Regions from separate parts of the Mus musculus genome. Here region 2 is linked to region 1. A link is a contact called in public HiChIP or PLAC-seq data. All regions are on one chromosome and are shown on one strand. Each heading gives the region's core, a stretch centred on a gene start, on an enhancer-like site or on the middle of the called end of the contact. The rest is flanking DNA. Distances are from core to core; before and after follow the strand shown.

Region 1 (2,789 bases), core at 147-2,646:
GAGATCAATGAGCTGACCGGCCCTGAAGCGTTTGAAGGTGAGTGTGGGTGGCTGGGGCATCACCATTCCCATATCCCCTCCCTCCTGAGACTTGGCAGACCCAGCCAGGTCAGGTCCATCTCAGCAGACCCAGGCCTATCTGCTTGCTCTCTGTCCCTGTATGTAATGCTGACTGAGCCCCAGAAACAGTCAGCAGTGGTGATAAACTGGACCCATCAAGACAGCTTGCTGAGTCCAGAAGCAGTGTTTTTGGGCCTCTGCTCTTGGTGTTCCATGCCTCCCTGTGGGAATTCCTGTATTACAGCTCTTTAAATCAGGAATCCGTGAACTACCAGCTAAATGCAGCCCAAGACCTGCTTTGGTGTGGCCCATGAACTAAGAATGCTTTTAACATTTTAAAAGAGTTGTAAAAAGAACAAAATCCTCAAAACAAAAAAAGGGGGAGAAGAAATAATAATAATAATAATGTGACCAGAAGCTTAAAGTAATTTATTGCCTGGCTCTTTCCTGTAAAAGAAAAAAAACAAAAACAAAAACAAAAACAAAAAAAACCTTGTGCCAGCTCCAACTTCTTCCACATGTAAATTTATTTCCTGAGTAAATGTACCTGCAGCATCAGTGGTAAACTGGTGTCACAAGCCGTGAAAACAGGAGGAAAGGCTAAATTAAAAGCCAAAGACCCTCAGTGAAGTCTAACCCAACTGACTCCCTCTGTCTCTGTTTGTCAGAGGCCATGACACACACGTGGACATCAGAGAGAACTGTGGGGGTTAGTTCTCCATGGCTCCAACTCAGGTTGTCCAGCATGGTTGTGGACGGTGGAGAAGCCTTAGCTAGTGAGATCTCTCTGGCCCATCCTCTCCTTACTGATTTTTTTGTGCTAAACAAAACCAAAATTTAAGCAACTCAAATGCAGTTGTAGCCCATGTAGCTGTGCAGGGAGTAGTTCTGAAACCCTGCAAGGATTCCCCAAGGCTGTGGAAGGGTGCACACCACCTCTGCACCGTAGTTTCTAGATGACTTACAACACCGAATACAATCTCTGCATGTTGTTTCATTGTGTGACCCGGTATGGTGCATGGCAGATTCAGATTTTGATTTCTGGAACTTTCTGGGTTCTCCCTTCAACTGACACACCTCAGAAATAGTTGTTGAGCCCAAGACTACAGGCACTGCTGCTATGGGGCCTGGCTGTCTTAGCAGGTATTATGAGGTGGTAGCCCTGCAAGCGAGCCCATTCCTGAGGCCTCCAGGAACCCTGAGACCACAGCAAGGTCACAGCCCTCCCCTGACTGACTTCCTGCTTTTGGTGGCCTGGCTGGGTTTCACCCACACGGACATCACGGCCACCAGCAGCACACTCAGCAGCTCATCGCCAAGGAACCTAGTCTAAAAGCACCGAGTCATTTCTTCTCACAAAACCAGTTTCTACAGTTGCTTCGTCACAGGATATGAATCACCTGGGGTACTTGCTAAAAATATATTATCTTGGCACCAACCCCAGAGGAATGGAGGCTGAGTGAGGAATCTGCATTTTAAATAAGCCTTCCTAGGTGGCTCCTTGGAAAATTTAATTACTAATGTTCAAAGCCACGGGGTCACAACGTTGGCTCACTTTGAAATTCCCTAGGAGACTTTAGAAGTGTTCTCCGTGCCTGGTGTTCCAGTTCATTTTGTCTCAGGAAAGTCTGGTAATATTTTTTAGAATATAGCCATCATTTACAAACATGGAAATGCATACTTCTTAAGGGCTCCTTGGTGCAATGAGTTTTGACAATTCTTTATAATCCTAGCAAACTACCACTGAAAGCAAAGCAGAGGACTTTCCTAACACCCCACAAGGTCCTTTGGCCCATTCCCCTCAACTCCTAGCCAGAGAGCCCCACCCCCCCAGCTTATTTACCCCTGATCCTGGACTTTGAGGAGTGATGTGTTCTGTTGGAGAGTACGTTTGTTTGCCATAAGGAAACAGGAAGCAGGACCAGGTGTTTTCTGTGGGGCCCAGATGTGCAGCTTAATGTGAGCGATACGATCCATTGCTGTTAACGCCTTACCCAGCCCTTATAATCAAAGCTCCCTCCAGCCATCAGGCAAACTAAAAAGGTTGAGACCTGGCTGTTGCTCTTTTCCCAAGCCAAATAGGTAGGAGCTGCAATCCAGAGCAGGGAGAGTCTTGGTTCTGGCTTCATCTTCTGTTTAAGTTGGTATTTGATCAACTGCCTAGCTGGAGGAGAAGAGCGAGGTAGCCTGGCACACTGCCAGGGTGGCCAGGTATGTTCAGTCTGTGGCCCACGGAGCACAGTGACTAGGAATGGGGCCCAACACAATGCTGTGGACTCACTTAAGACATGAGCTTACCCTGGTGTCAGATCTCAGTGTGAAGTTTATAGATGACAACCCTGTGTCACAGTGCCCAGTAGTTGGATGGACATGCTTGGCTGCAGACAGTCCTATAACCCTCTGTGTGAAGCCTTCATCTTCTGCCCACAGGTTATTCTGTGATGCAGGCGGTGCAGGCCACCATGATCCTCTCCACCATCCTCTCCTGCATCTCCTTCCTCATCTTTCTGCTCCAGCTCTTCCGCCTCAAGCAGGGAGAGAGGTTCGTCCTGACGTCCATCATCCAGCTCATGTCCTGTAAGTGAACCTGGAAGCCGCGTGTACTGCCTGTACACACATGAGACAGCCTGTGCTGCCTACACACACACACACACACACACACACACACACACACACACACACAGCCAGGAAGTGACTCTTTAGAGCATACATTATTCGAAAGGGGACAG
Region 2 (2,789 bases), core at 171-2,670, 550 kb before region 1:
TAGAGTCAAGCTATCAGAACCACAGTGCAAGAACTGCAGTAGCTCAAAGGGCAGCCTCAAACCCTGCAATATCAGCATCTCCTTAGAGGGTATTAGAAACAACTCTTAAGACTCAGAAAACCTGCTGGGCGTGGTGGCACATGCCTTTAATCCCAGTACTAGGGAGACAGAGGTAGGTGGATTTCTGAGTTCGAGGTCAGCCTGGTCTACAAAGTGAGTTCCAGGACAGCCAGGGCTATACAGAGAAACCCTGTCTCGAAAAAACAAACAAACAAACAAACAAACAAAAATATGAGTACAGACTTAGGGCTGGGATTGCTTGCGTAGCATGCACAAAGCCCCCAGTTTGATTCCCAGCAGCGTATGAACCAGATGGAGCAGCATATGCCTAGAATCCTAGCACTCAGGAGATGGAAGCAGGAAGCCCGGGTGTCCAAGCTACACAATGAATTTTAGGTCAGTCTAGGCTAGACACTGCCTTAAAAACACACACACACACACACACACACACACACACACACACACACAGAGAAAAAGACAAGCAGACATTTCCTGAGAAATTATTTTCAAAACATACGGGGAAAAATGAGAAAAACATCTACAGGGATAGAACTGTGACACAGAATTGCAAGGCTCAAAACTGGGAAGGTGGGATAGCCTCGGGAACCTACAGGCGTTTTAGTAGATGTACTTGTTTACTATTCTCGCTGTCTGGGTTAAACCCAAGGACTCATCAATGTTAGGAAGTGCTCCCACCCCAGGCCCTCTTTACTTTTTGTTCTGAGACAGGCTCTCACTGAGTTGCCTTACGTTGGCCTTAAACTCACTTCGTAGCTCAGTCAGGCTTTGAACTTTGCCATCCTCCTGCCTCAGACTCCTAGTATTGGGATGGAAGATGTGTACCTCCAGGCCCGGCTGGAACCTACATCTTAGAAAGCGGGGATAGGTGTTGCTGTCATCCAAGAGGATGGGTGGGGAGTCACTTGACAGGGGCTGGGCCAGGAAGGAGGGCTAGAGCCTGGAGGTGGGACCGCCCCGCCCCGCCCCGCCCCGGGGAGGACCTGCAGAGCCGGTCCCGCCCACGTTACCTGGGAGGAGGCAGGGCCGGCCGCGTGGTACGCGCTCCAGGCCGCGCACAGAGAAGGCTCCGCTCGAGTCGCGCAGCCGGGCCTGGCCGCCTTCCGCCGCCAGCACGGTACCCTGCATCCACACGGCCACCAGCTCCAGCGGAGCGCGGCCCACCGCCGCCCGCGACAGCCGCCACGCGCCCGGGCCACCCTCTGCGTGCCGCCGCAGCTGTCCTGCCAGTACCTTGAGTGGCGGCAAGCGCGGCAGCCGCACGGCCCCGGGGCCACCGGAGGACAGCGACTCGGACGCCGCAGCCGCCATGCTGCGCCACCACCGCTTTCCCGCCAACTCTGACGGACGGCGGGGGTTTGGCGAGCGGCAGCCAATCAAGAGCGCGCCTGCCCGAGGCAGCCAATGGATGGGGGCGGGACAGCCGCGTAACCGCCAGAAGCTGAAAGATTCAACTGAATTAAATAGAAAATAGATACGCTAACAAATGCAGGGAGATACGGAATTTCCTCTCCTAAGGAAGAGCAACGATTTAAGCCATATGTCTCCGTTCCAGTTTACTAAAAAATAAGACGCACTCAACAGTAGTTGTAGATGATCGATTAATTTTAAGAGCCGAAATAAAATGTGCACCCTTAGCAAAACATTACCACACGAAAAGCCGAGATGCAAGTAGATCCCTTGGACCTTTTTGATACGAAATCACATCTACACACAGGAGAGAGAGTTCCAGAGGAATAGTTTAAGCATGGCCCCAAACACAAATTTATGAATGGATTGGTTGTACTCTTTTAATACCTCAGAGATGACGCTGAATATGCGCTGCGCTGGTAACTTTGGTTAAGATATCAAGCATCTTTAGAAATTGGTCTTGTGCCCAGACTACACACACACACACACACACACACACACACACACACACAGTATTCCTGAAATTATAAGAGTTTTATCAGGGGAAATCTTTAAAAAGAAAATAAATACACTTATTTGAATTTAACGATTAAAAAAGTATCAAAACAAATTTTGGTGGTTCACACCTATTTAACTCTAGCACTCACCAGGGCTGGAAGATGAGTTCAAGGTCATCTTTAGCCACAGAGTGAATTGGAGTCCAACCTGGTATACAAGAGCCCTTCCTGGAAACACCATAACAAGTAAATTAAACAATTTCCTCTTTCAGTTCGGGATATTGCTCTATAGGAGAGTGTTTACCTAGCAAGAATGCTCACCAGGCAAAATCACTTGCCACCAAATCTGATATCAGATCAGAGTTCCATTCCCAAAACCCATGTGAGAATTAACTCCCATAAATTGTTCTCTGACTTCCACAAGTGCGCTGCGGCACACGTGCATCCTGGTAAGTTATTCTCTGCTGGTGAAATGAGTCAATTCAAGCCAAATCGAAGTACGCAAAGGCAGGCTTATGGGGAAGCCGCTCTTGGGTCGGTTCTCTGGTCCCAAGGAAGGAGGCCAGGGAAGTCGACATGGGGAGGAAGACAGAGGGGAGGGGGTAGAGAAAGAGTGTGCATGTGCTGGGAGAGAGAGAGAGAGAGAATGCAGAGAGGGAGAGAGAGAGAATGCAGAGAGGGAGAGAGAGAGAATGCAGAGAGGGAGAGAGAGAGAATGCAGAGAGGGAGAGAGAGACAGGTGGGTATACAAGGTGCAAGGTAGGAACTAAGGGATGCTGGAAGGATGGGAGAACCTGGAGATGA

Evidence for each region. HiChIP or PLAC-seq counts read pairs in DNA pulled down with a chosen protein or histone mark.
Region 2: a FOXA1 HiChIP or PLAC-seq map of pancreatic cancer cells shows a contact between it and region 1. The contact joins the promoter of Rmi2 here to the enhancer-like site in region 1. A contact is called at or near these places in 5 of 39 promoter capture datasets (the C10 cell line, embryonic stem cells, hippocampal neurons and 1 more), 3 of 484 Hi-C or Micro-C datasets (all in embryonic stem cells), 1 of 115 datasets of contacts at active chromatin or transcription factors (pancreatic cancer cells) and 1 of 9 other capture datasets (embryonic stem cells).

Annotation. Positions count from the first base shown.
Region 1 is chr16:10,285,303-10,288,091 of GRCm38.p6, reverse strand. It overlaps Emp2 (epithelial membrane protein 2), which reads left to right. Exons shown (of 5, transcript NM_007929.2): 3 at 1-37; 4 at 2,491-2,637. Among named protein-coding and RNA genes, the nearest start is that of Emp2, 27 kb to the left of the region's middle. Within about 2 kb of position 1,396, at least 118 of the 459 cell types and tissues checked have an H3K27ac peak or open chromatin away from gene starts, as enhancers often do. A contact at or near this core is called in pancreatic cancer cells, where this site is marked.
Region 2 is chr16:10,833,690-10,836,478 of GRCm38.p6, reverse strand. Rmi2 (RecQ mediated genome instability 2) reads right to left here and starts at 1,420. Exons shown (of 2, transcript NM_001162932.1): 1 at 1,089-1,420. The coding sequence starts at 1,389. It also overlaps the pseudogene Gm17913.